Regions from separate parts of the Mus musculus genome. Here regions 1 and 2 are each linked to region 3. A link is a contact called in public HiChIP or PLAC-seq data. All regions are on one chromosome and are shown on one strand. The core of a region is the stretch at or near the end of the contact, and the rest is flanking DNA. Distances in the headings are between cores, read along the strand shown. Region 1 has its middle 24 kb from the start of Gm40359. Region 2 overlaps Gm40359 (a long non-coding RNA gene). Region 3 holds the start of 1700012C14Rik (RIKEN cDNA 1700012C14 gene).

Region 1 (4,527 bases), core at 91-2,590, 580 kb before region 3:
AGAATATTCAATAGAGTGAGCCGATAAGTTATTAGTATGGATAAATTTTAATATGAAATAATAACATGATACTAATGTTAAAAAGTCAGTCTCACTGGGGAGGTAGCTCAGGAATAGAGTACTTGTCAAGATTGTACCTCTAGCTCTGCAGGAAAAAAATATGTGTATGAATACACACACACACACACACACACACACACACACACACACACACACACATATTTCTATCCTGGGCCTGGTTAGATGGCTCATCAGTTAAAAGTGTTCAATACTCTGGCAGAGGACAGAGTTCAGTTTCCAGCACCCACATCAGGTGCTCACAACCACCGTTAGCTCCGGGTGCAGGGGCTCCACTTCCTGCTCACAAACACATACATAAAGACAAATCTCTTTTTTACAAGCTGTCTCTTGGGGCTGGAGAGATGGCTAAGTGGATAAGAGCACTTGCTTCTCTTCCAAAGAGGACCTGAATTTGGTTCCCAGCACCCACATCAGGCTGCTCACAGCTGCCTGTAACCCCAGCGCCAGGGGATCTGAGGTCTCTGCCCTCTGTGGACACCTGCACTCATGCACCACAGCCACGTGCAGAGACGTGAACCTATATAGAGTCTTAAATGGTGAAAATAAATCCATAAAGAAAAAATTACCTTTGTGTACAACAACAAAACTTAAAATGAACAAACACCCAGTCTGGCTTCCCGAGTAGTTGTCGTTCTTCCTCCTCCTCTTTCTTGTATTTTCTTTTCTTTTTCTTTTTTTAAGATTTATTTATTTATTTTATGAGTACACTGCTGCCATCTTCAGACACACCAGAAGAGGGCATCAGATCTCATTACAGATGGTTGTGAGCCACCATGTGATTGCTGGGAATTGAACTCAGAACCTCTGAAAGAGCAGCCAGTGCTCTTAACCACTGAGCCATCTTTCCAGCCCCCCCCTCTTGTTCTTGTTTGTTTGTTTGTTTGTTTGTTTGTTTGTTTTTCGAGACAGGGTTTCTCTGTGTAGCCCTGGCTGTCCTGGAACTCACTCTGTAGACCAGTCTGGCCTCGAACTCAGAAATCTGCCTGCCTCTACCTCTCTCGTGTATTTTCTAAGGATGGACACAGTGATGTCTTCTATCCTCTACATTCTTTTTAATTCCTGTTTCTGGAATGCTAAGCCCGGGCGTTGTTTCCTGATATCCTCACAGTGCATGTCCCTGCTTTGTTCGTATCCCGGCTCCCAGCCTTCCCCATCCCTGGCTTCATGGTCTATGAGCACAGACAGTGTTGGGGAACATGTGAACAGTGAAGGAAATGCTTATGATCAGAGTGATAAATGGATGAAAATGAGTAGACTCAGCTGGGTGTTGGTGACTCACACCTCTGAGGCCAGCACCAGGTCTGTGAATTTCAGGTCAGTCTGGTTTACCTAGTGAATTCCAGGTTAGCTGGGGCTAAATAGTGAGACCCTGTCTTAAAATAGAGGGGTTAGTGGTGGGATTGGCCATTAAGGTTGGATGTAGAAGGTAATTTTCCTCAATATAATAAAGTTTAGCCCAAGAGTCACTAAAGAATTACGGACCTGTGCACATTTAGCGTTTTATTAAAGCATAGCATTCATATGTAAATATTATACACGTAGTAAGCTGTGGCTCATTGGATCTCCACAAAGTGAGCACCATCTCACAATTACCACACAGATCAGGAAATAAAACATTATTAGCAGCCAGTGAGGTTTCTTTCTTAATTAAAAACAGTAACTTACACAGAAGTGGATGCTCACAGTCAGCTATTGGATGGAACACAGGGCCCCCAATGGAGGAGCTAGAGAAAGTACCCAAGGAGCTGAAGGGATCTGCAACCCTATAGGTGGAACAACAATATGAACTAATCAGTACCCCGGAGCTCGTGTCTCTAGCTGCATATGTAGCAGAAGATGGCCTAGTCGGCCATCAGTGGGAAGAGAGGCCCCTTGGTCTTGCAAACTTTATATGCCCCAGTACAGGGGAACGCCAGGGCCAAGAAGTGGGAGTGGGTGGGTAGGGGAGTGGGGGAGGGGTAGGGTGTGGGGGACTTTTGGGATAGCATTGGAAATGGAAATGAAGAAAATACCTAATTAAAAAAAAATAAACCCAGTAACTTGTAGGGTAAAATCAAAAGACAGCTATAAAAAATAATAAGAAAGAAAGAAAGAAAGAAAGAAAGAAAGAAAGAAAGAAAGAAAGAAAGAAAGAAAGAAAGAAGCCACAATTCTTCTAAGTCAACAGAAGAGGGTGCTCGTGAGCCAGCATTGTGACAAATCATCTCACTTAACCCTTCCTGGTCAGCGAGCCTGGGAAGAGAAAGAAAATTTCCAAATGGATGGGAAACTATGAACACTTAAAACTGCTAGAGATAGATAGATAGATGATATATAGATATATAGATAGATAGATAGATAGATAGATAGATAGATAGATAGATAGATAGAGGCAGGCAGACAGATTGAAAATAAAACCTCCTTTCCACAAAATGAAACAGAAAGAAACACATTAACAGCCTGAATCCTTCACAGACACAAAAAGAAAGCAACTACACATTCAAATGAGCAGTACAACGCTAGACAGACAGACAGACAGACAGACAGACAACACGGGAAAATCTAAACAAGAGTGTGTCTCAGAGATGGAAAAGCTGGTTTGAACCAGACTTCCTGCCAAGTGGCAGCCATGGTTCCATTCAAAACAGTTGGACCGGGGCGGTGGGAGAGGCTTGGCAGGGAGGCGAACAGCACTGCGTAAGTTTCCCCCGCTTAGATGGCTGTTGGCCTGAGGGCAAGCCACAATCCATGCCTTCAACTGACTAAGCCGTGCCACAGGCTCACTACGTCGCACTGAAGAGATGCCGTGCCATGCTGTCTGAGGCAAGCATCACAGGTACAAAGGGGAGGCTTTTAGAGGTCCTGTCACGTGCGGAGGTAGCCCCCAGTGTCTCCCAGTGTGACCTGACGTGGGGATACGGTCATGGGGATTACTAGTCCTGATAAAGCCTTGCTGGAGTAGGTGGTCCCTCATCCACAGTGACCGTGTCTTGAGGGGAAACGTGGGTGCCAGCAAATGCGGGGCGAACAGCGTGAGGGTGGAGAGCAGCAGGAGAATACATTTTCAAAGTCTGGTAAATACCAGAAGGCCGCTTTAAAGGGTCAAGAGGACAGACTACATATTAAAGCAAAGCGCGGGGGAAACGGAACAATAAAATATTTCGTAAAGCAAATGTCAGCCATTTCTGTGCAAGTAAGAAGACACTCACCAGGGTGGAGAGCTAGCCCCTCCCCCTCCCAGTCCCCACAGGCTGACCAGCTCAGCTACCACCAAAGCCCAGATCCAGGGCTCTGAGTTGGTGCACCCCAACATTTGCTTCATCAATGAACTGCTGAAGTGAGTGAAGGGGCTGGTCCTGCAGATCCAAGGCTGCAGTATCTCCGTGACCCAGGACAACCACAGGGTATCTGAGAGGAGGCTGTCCCAGTGAGGATCCAGTATTGATGGTGTAGGGGAAGCCAGAGGCCTGGGACCGCAGCAATGACTCTGCAATGAACATTTGTGAGCCAAGAAATGTGGACAAACATTGTGACATACTACAGCTTCCACAATGAGATTTTTATAAAATCTGTTAGGGGGAAAGTTACAAGTGTGTAGGGCGGGTACAAGAGGAAGGAGAGATGAGTGGGATTGGGGTGCCTGATGTGGCATTCACAAAGAACCAATAATAATAATAATAATAATAATAATAATAAAAGACACTCATGTCTCAAAGAAAAGTACAGGTTCACTGCAGAACAAATGTCAGCTGGAGATGTATTCAGGAGACAGAGGCAGAGTGATTGCAAACGGCTAAAATGGAGGAGATAGGAAAGTATAACAGGCTTGCAAAGCCACACGAAAGCAAGATATGGAGAATAAGATCAGAAAGCATTGGGAAACATGTTTCAAATGAAAAGCACATTTTTCATTTTGAGACAGGATCTCTCTGAATAGCCCAAGCTGTCCTGGAACTTGCTCTGTAAACCAAGCTGGTCTTAAACTCTCAGAGATCTACCTGAGTGCTGGCATTAAAGGTATTTGCCACCACCGCCCATCGAGTAGCAGAATTCTTGATGATGCCAAGGACCATGAGGCACAATGATGTCACACATCACAATGATGTCACACGTCACTGGCCCCATAACAGCACCTCTGTTTACTACAGAAAGTCATGGGTACATAAGGGCAAATACACAAGATCTCACTAAAACTGGAAGGTTGTTAGCACAACACAGGACACAGGTCAAATGGGAATAAATGAGATTACAGAAAATCTAATCATGATCATCAATGGACTGAAGACACAGCAAGGCAGACATATGCACACATACACCCTCATGGCCCACCCCGCCCCAATAGCATAGCCCTACCTCAAAAGCATGCTGGGTAATTAGTTCTCTTACACCTCAGAGCCTCCTGAAGACCACTGAGATGTCGTCATGGGCTGAATGTGAAACCCTCTAAATCTACGTGTGGAAGCCTGG
Region 2 (4,427 bases), core at 1,511-4,010, 550 kb before region 3:
AACCTATGTTTTGGGAGAAGGTGTTGCCATTTCTTTCCTTAAAATCATTTTAATTACACTTTCCTGTGTTTACTTGGAGTGAAAGAGAGGGAACCGTGGTGCGCGCATGTGTGTGTATGTGCGTGCGTGCGTGCGTGCGTGCGTGCGTGCGTGTGTGTGTGTGTGTGTGTGTGTGTGTGTGTGTGTGTGTGTGTGTAGGTTGGAAGAATCAAACTCAGGCTTGGTGGCAAATGCCTTGCCAGCCAACCCATCTTGCTGGCACATCACTTCCCTCATTATGAGAGGCAGTATAAGGTTAAACTCTGTCTTTTAATTTATTGAAGCAAATATTTACTGTTGCAGCGTCTTAGAAACTAATGATGTCTGTAACTATATTCAAATTAATTATGAGAATTATCGAAGACTTTCAGAAGTTTTGGTTGGGGATGTCATTAGAACAATTTATGTCGTCAAATAGATTTAAAACATTGCTTATATTCCGCAAGAATGAATCATAGGAGGCATTAGCATATTTTAATTAAAAGATTCAAGTAGCACAATTATATCCAAATTACACTTTGTGATCTCCCTAATAGCTTTACAAGTAATTTTCAAATATATTTGAAACCTTGCCCAGAGGGTTTTACTTGGTATAAAGCAACCAAAGAATTTTTAGCAACATTCATAGAAAGCTTTGTAGAAACATCCAATTTTCTAAACCATATCAAGATCAAGGTTTGGACACTGTGGGAATGTCTAATTAGTACTGAGACTATCACATCGTCACCTCCTCGTTAAGTATTCATTAACTTGCGCATTATTTTTTGAGATAGGATTTTGTCTATCCCTGGCTGGCCTCAAACTTGCTGTGTCTTGAACTTTTGATCCTCCTGTCTCTACCTCTGTGCCTTGGACTGGACTCAGTCAGCAGGGTGACAAACAGACACAACATAAGGGAGTGTTGATCTGAATGTAATTTCTCAAAGCGAGCATCAGACTTAAAATACAGAAGAAAATAAGGAAGTTGGGTAACACATCAGCCAAGGTACACTGAGGTTACCGAATGCATAATGACTCTTTACACAAAATAGAGGAATGCATACATAAAGACTAGCAGGAACTAGGCAATAAAACAACTGAGACAAAATCACCTCTATCTAAGGTCAGCTATATTCTTAGAAGCCAGGTGTGAGGTCTTTATGCTCCCGGGGCAAGGGCTTTTTGTGTCCAAGCCATAGTTCTAATTAGGGAGTTCTGCTCTAGCTAACCTTCTCATGAATAATGCAATACTCTAGTTCCTCCTTAAACCACAGCCCAATCTTCTTCCTAAACCATTGTAAATTCCTGTATATGGGAGTGACTTGGCTGTTAATCTAAGTGATTTTGTGTAGACTTTCTTCTATTAAGTAATGTAGTCTGCCATTCATAATTATAATAAGAATTCTAAACTTACTTTGCTAAGCTTGCCCTGAAATTTCTAACTCTATGTAGTAGATAGTAATGCCTGATTTCTTTAACTATCTCTCTTTCAATACTGGAGGCAATTCATCTGAATAGGCAACATTCTTACTGAATTCCAAGCTCAGGGTCGGCTCAAGGACTGCCTAGGACATTGGTGAAGGCCAGGAAGCAAAGTTCAATTTAGCTTAGGTATTTGACAAATCATTGCTTGGAGGCACCTATAATAAAACAATACTGAAAGAAAGCACACAGATCCATTCACTGACTAACACAAGGACATGTTTGGAGTATTCCTGCTACAGGATGCCAAGGCTCCAAGAGACTAAGTTTCCGTGAAACATTTTGCCATGGGACTGTGTCCAAGCTTTTGGGCCTGCCACTAAGTTTTTACTGGAGTGGGTGTGGCACCTCTGGAGTGCCAAGTTAACAGGTGTGAGTCACAGCACCTAGCAGGATGCTGGAGATCAAACCCAGGACTCCACACATGCTAGGCAACCACACTATCACTGAGCTACATGAACAGTGTCTCAACTTCTGGATATAGACCAATAGACCCCCAAAGTGCAGGGTCTATTGGTCTATATGCTGTGCTGTGCTGCAGTTGGCCCATGAGAGCCGCTCTGTATTTCTTTCCCCGCTTGGCCTTCAGTGACTGTGCACTGATAGATAGCTCGATAGAGGAGGGGAGTTTAGGACAATGAAACCAACAAAAGCTAAGAGCATCCTCTCCCATTCCTTCCTTTCTGAAGCAGAGGCCCACCAGCCTGTAGCTTCTCCCTTGGACCCGGCAGAGGTTATAATGGGGTGTTTTTGCTGTCTGCGTTTTGCTGGGGAATGGCTCCTGCCATATGAGTCCATGGATTTTAACTATTTCAGTGAACTCTGCTGGCTTTTCGAGATGGCAATTTTCCCCTTTTTTTTTTTTTTTTGTACATGCAGTTAAGAATTGTCCTAAGGGATGAGTCTCCACCGAGTCTTCAGTGGCACTCTGTGCTAGGCTCCTAGCCTGTCCATCTCAGGAAGTGGTACCCTCTTTGAGTCATTTTCTCTCACCATTATTGCTGCCAGTGTCCTACCCTCAGCCCAGCTAGTCTCAGTGGACTTTCTTCAGCCTCTCTATCCTTAAATGCCTCTTGGAACTAGACTTGGCCCCTCCCCCTGCTGCCTGAGAAGCTGACTTTCTAAATCAATTCTCTCTCTTTCTCTCTCTCTCTCTCTCTCTCTCTCTCTCTCTCTCTCTCTCTCTCTCAATTCAGAAGTCCCGTGAGCTGTGGCCACAGGCCAAGATCCCAAATTAACCTATGCCATCATTTCCCTCTTAGCACTTGAAACTGTAGCATGCTCTGGGCAGAATGCCAAGGCTTTCTATCCTAGGCCCTAACGGCCTTCATTACCTAAATAAAATGTTGCCTGAAATAGAAAAGTCAGATTTTTTTAACTCTTTATTGACTTTTACTTTATGTTACTAATTGCTATTGAGCATCCTGTGAGCTGTAGCGCACCTTGGTAAGGATGAAGCTTTCAGGAAACATTTTCAGGGTTAGCCTAAGAATTACAATGTCTTAGCAGACTCAAACACCAAGCAGTTTTGTAAACATTAACAGAAGAAAGCTCTTTATGCCAGCTTGACAATGGAAGTTCTGTGCAGCTGTGAATGCTTCAAAACTCTCTCTCTCTCTCTCTCTCTCTCTCTCTCTCTCTCTCTCTCTCTCTCCTATTTTTGTTGTGGTGGGTTTTGTTTTTGTTATTTAATCAAGCATAATATTTTTATTGATTATTTGGGAATTTCACACAATGCACCCTGATCGCCTGATCGTACCCCATTCACCTTCCTTTCTTCCCGGGTCCATACTCTCACCGCCCACCCCACCCCCCAAGAAACAGAAGAAAATAAAAAATATACCCCAGGTCCAGTTTGTGTTGCCCATATACTCAATGGAGCATGCTGAAATGCCCAGTGGCCAGCCACTTGAAGATAACTGAGTCCTTCCCCATCCCCACCCCACCAGAAGCCACCAACTGTGAAGTGCTACACTTTAGCTGCCTTAGCACAATTTTTAAGCACTCTCTTCAACGTTTTCCTGCCTGACTTTTTTCTTTTCTTTTTTTTCTGGGAGTAGGGGTGGGCTAGGGGTGGAGGTGGCGGGGGAGGGGGTGGGGAATGTTGTCACAGATGCCTTCTATGTCTCTCATTCTCAACTGTGAGTCTGCATTAGATCGACGATGCCACGACAAAAGAAGCTTCCTGGCCCAAAACAGCCAGCGGCAGCATGGATTGTGGACCTCAACATGACCCCAGGTGGCAGCATAGACCACAAACGCCAACAAGGCCCTCCCTCTGCGGGAGCATGGACCGCAGATACCAACTTGGCCTCTGGCCGCAGCCCTGACCACAAACACTCATGTGTTCTCTAGCAGTAGTATGGACCAAGGACATCAACATATCCCCAACCCCACCTTCCACCCCCACTGCAGCATGTAACATCCACGTGGCCTTTGGCAGCAACACAGACCCATGGGTATCAACATCCCGCAACAGCAACAGCAGCGGCACGAACCATGGACGTCTTTTCAGGTGGTCCAATCCAGGAAATGAACTGTTCTCCATCTTGGAAGCCCTGTCTCTGCTCAGAGCTGAGAGAGATCTGTAGCCTGGGCAGTGTGCTGGGGGCAGAGGCTGTGAGGGCTCCAGGCTCCAGGCTACTCAGGAACAACAGCTCCCCCACCCCCCGCTGCACCCCACCACAGCCTCACCCCCACGTCTGTCATGAGCAGCTCCATCTGCTAACTCTGCCCCACCTCTCTATCACACGTATATTCACCGAAGTGGCATTAAAACCTGCAGCGTCTCTGTTGTGGTTATTCCTCAGATTGTTTTGATATTGTATATTGTGAATGTCTAATGTACTTATATTTTGTAGAAGGGGTAATATGAAGAATAGTTCATTTATTATGGGTAACTTTCTCCTATGTCTTAGTCAGTATTC
Region 3 (5,064 bases), core at 862-3,361:
CAAAGTCGGGAGGGAGGGGTCGTTGACTGAAGAAACTGTTGGAACTTGCCACTGTGGCCACATGCAAGCAAGGAAGTGAGTAGCCTCAGGAAGCAGAGAGGCATGCAGAACGCCAGTCACAGCTGCCGAGGCTCCCTGTCGGAAAGAAGAGATGTGCAGTTCTTAGAGGTCTTAGAAGAGGCCTTCTAGTCGTGCCTCTTCTCCCCACCCCCAGCAGCTCCTCCCAGTGCCCAGAAGGCAGAAGGCAGAGGCAGAGAGAAGATGCTTGGGCTGTTGTCTTCCTCTGCTATGCCCGACGGGCAGGGTCCTGGGCCTCAGGCTGACTTGAATCACTCCAATCCTACTTTAGATGTTATCAACCATGCCTCCTACAGCCTGGCTGCAGTGACCCAGCCTATCTATCTGAGTGCAGCATCCCCTTCTACTGTTCGCTTCTTTCCTACATAGTGGCTACACACTGGATCCCTCTGCGGGCCTCACTGGAAGTGTGTCACATTGCTCTGCAGCTTGTAGGAGGTAGCAGGCACCACAGGCCTCTACAGATTGCAGGACAGGTGGAGGGCCCCCGCCTTCTGAACCCAGGCCCCTAGCTATCCAGCTAGCTGAAAGTGTTTATTGAACACCTACTTTGTTCCAGGCTCTAAGGACTATGGAATGAACAAGATAGAGTCAGCTCCTGTCCTCCTGATGGTGGAACAAACAGGCAGTAAACTCTATGACCATGGGGGAGATGGGAAGGGGACAGAGCCGGTAGAAGGGTCAGGGCAAAGGCCTTGGAGTCTTCCTAGTGGGACCCTAGCTTTGACTCTTCCTCACTGAGATGATATTTGAATAGAGAACCGGAGATGGAGGACAGACCCACAGAAACGCAGGAGGAAGAGCGAGCCACTGGTGCCAAGGCCCCCAACAACACACTTCATCATCCAAGGAGCGGCACCATGGCTGGACTAAAGGGAGCATCGTGGCAAGACACCAAGGTCAGGTAGCTTTGGAATCCCCACGCCATGGAAAGAGCTGAGATGTGGCCTTTCTGGGCATCTTACAAGGAAAACGCGTCCATCTGTTGCCTTGTTCTGGTCTGAAAGGTATCTCCCCCCCCCCCAGCCCCCCCCCCCCCGACAGATCAGGTGCTTCCACTGGCTCCAGGGAAAGGCTCCGGAGCTGGGATTTCCAAATCTTGGAAGCCTCACTGCCAGGAGTCACCGTGTGGCCTGAGGAAACCAAGATACCTCATACAGATTCCACATAGTCCCTGTCTCTACTGCTGCGTCCCTGGGGTCAGAAGAAGACCAACCCATAGCTTCTGTCTTTTTTCTCCTGGCCGGGCTATTCAGATGATAGCTAAAGACAAGGCAAGCTGCCTTATCTTCCCCAAGCCGGGACAGAAGGAGTTTATGAGGACGCTGATAGGAACCCTGAGAGGCTACTGGCCCTCTCAGGGTGCTCCTCAGAAAAGTCTCAGTGTGTGGTAATTATCTGGTTAGTGAGGACTTCAGCTGACCTCTGAAGAGTGACAGGACAGTCCTCCTCCTTCAGGAGATGGTGACCCACACCCATCAACCCATGCTGGGGTTACTCTGTTCTTCTCATGGTGCCACACAGGAGCTGGGCCAGTCTGGAGGAGAAAGGATGCTGGAGCCTTACTCTCAGGGGAGGAGCGCTCTCTTAGCTCACTCTCCAAGAACTGGGTGGGGAGTCTTTCAGACAGAACCTGTCTTTGGCCCTGAGTCTCATCCTGGTGACTGAGCCGGGCTTATCCCCGTGGCTTAGCAGAGCGAGCGGCCATGGAAGCTTTTCTGGACTGGGCTAGCAAGGCGTGAGGGTTTAAGCATGTGCCCGGAGAGCTCTGGCACCTGTTTGATACTTCCCAGGTTGATGGTGGCATTTCTGGTGTGAATCCAGCCCCTGGAGTATCCAGGTCCCGGGCTCCATCTGCCACCTCACTTGAGGGTGCCAGGCCCCTCACCTCTCCTACTCCAGGCCCACATCACCTTCCAGAATAACCCCCATCAGGAACGCGGCTAGGATCTTTCCTCCCTGTTGCTTTTCCAGTGAGGCCTCTTTTCCCCTTCATACAAGCACTTCCGAGAGAGCCAAATCGACCGCCCTCTAGGTTGCCATGGAAACAGAGCTTTCTTTCCTCCCTCCTGTTTACCTTGGTCAGGGGACTGCGACAAAAAGCAGCCTGTCGCAGGAGGAGAAGGGAGGGCGGGGGAGAGCGGAGGGAGAATCAGCTTGCCTTAAACCAGATCATTCCGGTTTGGAGTGGTTCTCTCCCCCGCAGCCCTAGGCCCCTCTTGCCACACTGGGCTGTGGAAGGCAGGGAGGGAGGGAGGATCCTCATCCTGCGAAGCTTTAGTGGAGAAGGTCCTACACCCGTGGTACCCCGTCCTAATTCCAAGTGGACCTGTCTCCCTCAAGGCCAGAGTTTGGCCTCCAGTGCATCCTCTGGAGGTGCTGCCCCAGGGTGACTGCTGTGCTCAGGTTGGCTCCCCACCCCAGGATAAAGAGATGGGAGCTGAAGGCCAGGCCTTGCTCTGTATATGTACTCTTGAGTGCCCTGGCCAAAGTGGCCTCACCCTATTTACCAAAAAGATCATTGTCGTAGCCTCGAACTTAAAATTTCCCAACTAACTGCCTTGGAGCGCGATTATATATCAGTGCCTTCTGAGCACCGCCTCTCCTCGCCCTAACTTTCCAAGTCTCCTGCAGTTTTTCTGGTTTCTTTCGTAGGCTTCCTCCCCTTCCAGAAGCCACCAGGAGGTGGTGGGTGCTGTCCCTGAAAAGCTTTCTAGCTCTTTGTGCTCCTCTGAGCCTTGAGCTAAAGTACTCTATTCTCAGTACCTGATTCCTCTAACCGGTTTGCTGGGTAGAAGCCCTGCCTCCGGGTGCTATCAGCCTGAATACAAGGTTGTGCCCCGGTGGCATCCCAGCCGGTTGCGTACCCACTAGATGCACAGTTAGCGTGGGCACCGGCCGCTGCTAGTCGCGGTGCCCACGACCAGGACCAGCGCTGCTCGCCAGGGGGCGGCAGAGAACCCACCCTGGGCAGCTTCTCCGCGAAGCACGAGGCCATTTTACATTCGAAAAATCCTGACCTGGCTCCGCATCTATGTGGACACTGGGAGCTTTGCCGGGACAAGTGACTGGCGGTGGCACCTGGGGGACTTGGCGCTCGCTTCCAGAGCAGCTTCCCGTCCCAGGCACAGGCTTCATCGTGCTGCACTGCGGCTCCGCGGAGCCCCGCCCACCTGGGGAAGGGTCTGGTCCTTTATCGGTGCAGTGAGAGTTCTTACCAAGGAGACCCTTCCTCTGGCATTGGGAGAGCTGGTAACTCCCTTGGCAAGAACACTTTGGTGGCCCTTGGCTTATCCTCCCGCATCCCAACACAATGTTTTTGTTTGGTTTCTGATTTTGTTTTAAGAAGCCCTGGTTGGCCTGAAACTCAGTGTATATAGACCAGGCTAGCCTCAAACTCACAGGTCCACCTGCCTCCGCCGAAATGCTGGGATGAAAAAACGAGGGTGCACCACCACGCCGGCTCCAGCACAAATTAGCTAAGCAGAAAGTGGACAGAGTGACGCCTGACTGCAGCACGTGGCAGATATGGCTCTGCTACCCTGCAGGGAGAGAAAGTGGGCCTTGCAGTCTTAGAACCTTCTGAGGCCCAGACTCTTGGTAGCTTTAGTGAGATGGTTCATAAAAGATGAACTGATCTGCCCGTCCCTTCTGAGGTGACACACACTGACACTTGATGTATTTCACAGATGCAACCGCTGTGAGGATCCTGGCTTGGTGTTGAGTGCCAAGAATAGTAAGTGGCCAGCGTGTGCCGCTGTCTGTGTCCTCTCTTCACCAACCCTAGAGCTGGGCTGAGGAGCCAAACTGGACAGGCCCTTCCCGCCTGCCTGGCTGCTGCCTGAGCCGAGCCGAGAGACCTCATTTCTGTGTGTCAGGCTGGGCTGTCCCAACCTTGGTGAATCAGAATATGGCTAATCTGCAGGGTCTCCTGGGAATAAGGTCCACCCCCGCCCACCTCTTTTCACCCAACTATGGAGAAGAAAAAGAGGTACAATAATACTCTTGCTTGATGTTATAAAGGGACAAGATAGCAAGGAACACATTTCCCGCAACACAATAAGACACTTAGAACAACAGATTGCTTTTTTCCCCAAACCTTCTCCCCCTTCATTTGTTCCTCTCTAGAGCTGGCTCTTAAAGGTTCCCAGATACCAGTCAGGCTGCGTGTGAACGAGTGGGGAACTTCACAGTTGTATCCTTTGAATCATTCCAACTACAGACTTAGTGAGAAAAGCTATTTTCACACTATCTAGAAAGACAAGTTGTTTGGTTTCTGTTTTGTAAGGAGAGGGAGATGCCAGCAGTTCAGCCCAGGCCTCCCTCGAATGTCACAGGCTAGGCAGGTTTGCTGCCACCTAGCTATATCCCCAGCCTCCACGTCAGTCTCAACACTACTGGACTAAGTAGTCTAGACACTGATGCCTTTGTTTGTTTGTTTGTTTGTTTGTTTGTTTGTTTGTTTGTTTTAGACACTATTCTTTTTATCTCTAATTAAAATGTTACCTAATGGTTGTCTTAATCTGAGACCTCCCAGCTCTAGAGAGCAGCCATGACTGGGACCATTAGCACCAATCTGAGCACTCTCCACGGCCACTAAAGCCGCACAGAGGTCTCGGAGACACTATTAGTCCACTTGAGGAAGAATAACACTGGCACCATTTTACTCGTATTTCAGTGCTCTCGAGGGAGGGAAGGGACGAGTCTGTTTGATCAGACTGTCATTCTCACATCAAGGTGACAGGGCCAGGACAAGCACTGTTCATCCCGGCCTTGGCTCAACAGTTCTCTGCTGGACAATTAGGCACAAGGAAGAAAGTGAGCAGCTACGAGACAGGGGTCCCCAAATCCTTAACCCAGTTGATACAGAACTGAGATTTGTTAAGATACCACTTTATGGGCCAGGCGTGGTGGTGCAGGCCTCTAATCCCAGCACTCGGAAGGCAGAGGCAGGCAGATTTCTGAGTTCGAGGCCAGCCTGGTCTA

The links. HiChIP or PLAC-seq counts read pairs in DNA pulled down with a chosen protein or histone mark.
Region 1: an H3K4me3 HiChIP or PLAC-seq map of forebrain shows a contact between it and region 3, with 10 times the contacts expected there. The contact joins the enhancer-like site here to the promoter of 1700012C14Rik in region 3. A contact is called at or near these places in 19 of 39 promoter capture datasets (the 3T3-L1 cell line, 3T3-L1-derived adipocytes, the C10 cell line and 11 more), 2 of 15 datasets of contacts at CTCF or cohesin (the NIH/3T3 cell line and embryonic stem cells), 18 of 484 Hi-C or Micro-C datasets (the G1E-ER4 cell line, the HL-1 cell line, the N1E-115 cell line and 6 more), 21 of 115 datasets of contacts at active chromatin or transcription factors (the 230-238 cell line, craniofacial prominence, differentiating embryonic stem cells and 11 more) and 1 of 9 other capture datasets (embryonic stem cells).
Region 2: an H3K4me3 HiChIP or PLAC-seq map of embryonic basal ganglia shows a contact between it and region 3, with 6 times the contacts expected there. The contact joins the enhancer-like site here to the promoter of 1700012C14Rik in region 3. A contact is called at or near these places in 16 of 39 promoter capture datasets (the 3T3-L1 cell line, 3T3-L1-derived adipocytes, the C10 cell line and 10 more), 1 of 15 datasets of contacts at CTCF or cohesin (the NIH/3T3 cell line), 1 of 484 Hi-C or Micro-C datasets (bone marrow-derived macrophages), 11 of 115 datasets of contacts at active chromatin or transcription factors (the 230-238 cell line, bone marrow-derived macrophages, embryonic basal ganglia and 6 more) and 1 of 9 other capture datasets (adipose tissue).

The regions. Positions count from the first base shown.
Region 1 is chr6:31,036,389-31,040,915 of GRCm38.p6, reverse strand. No RefSeq gene overlaps it. Among named protein-coding and RNA genes, the nearest start is that of Gm40359, 24 kb to the right of the region's middle. Within about 2 kb of position 1,340, at least 58 of the 459 cell types and tissues checked have an H3K27ac peak or open chromatin away from gene starts, as enhancers often do. A contact at or near this core is called in the N1E-115 cell line, the NIH/3T3 cell line, cerebral cortex and 7 more, where this site is marked.
Region 2 is chr6:31,009,929-31,014,355 of GRCm38.p6, reverse strand. Gm40359 (a long non-coding RNA gene) reads left to right here. Exons shown (of 2, transcript XR_868931.2): 2 at 3,657-4,291. Among named protein-coding and RNA genes, the nearest start is that of Gm40359, 2.8 kb to the left of the region's middle. Within about 2 kb of position 2,760, at least 36 of the 459 cell types and tissues checked have an H3K27ac peak or open chromatin away from gene starts, as enhancers often do. A contact at or near this core is called in bone marrow-derived macrophages, embryonic basal ganglia and oligodendrocyte precursor cells, where this site is marked.
Region 3 is chr6:30,458,032-30,463,095 of GRCm38.p6, reverse strand. 1700012C14Rik (RIKEN cDNA 1700012C14 gene) reads right to left here and starts at 2,111. Exons shown (of 2, transcript NR_131049.1): 1 at 1,967-2,111; 2 at 1-135.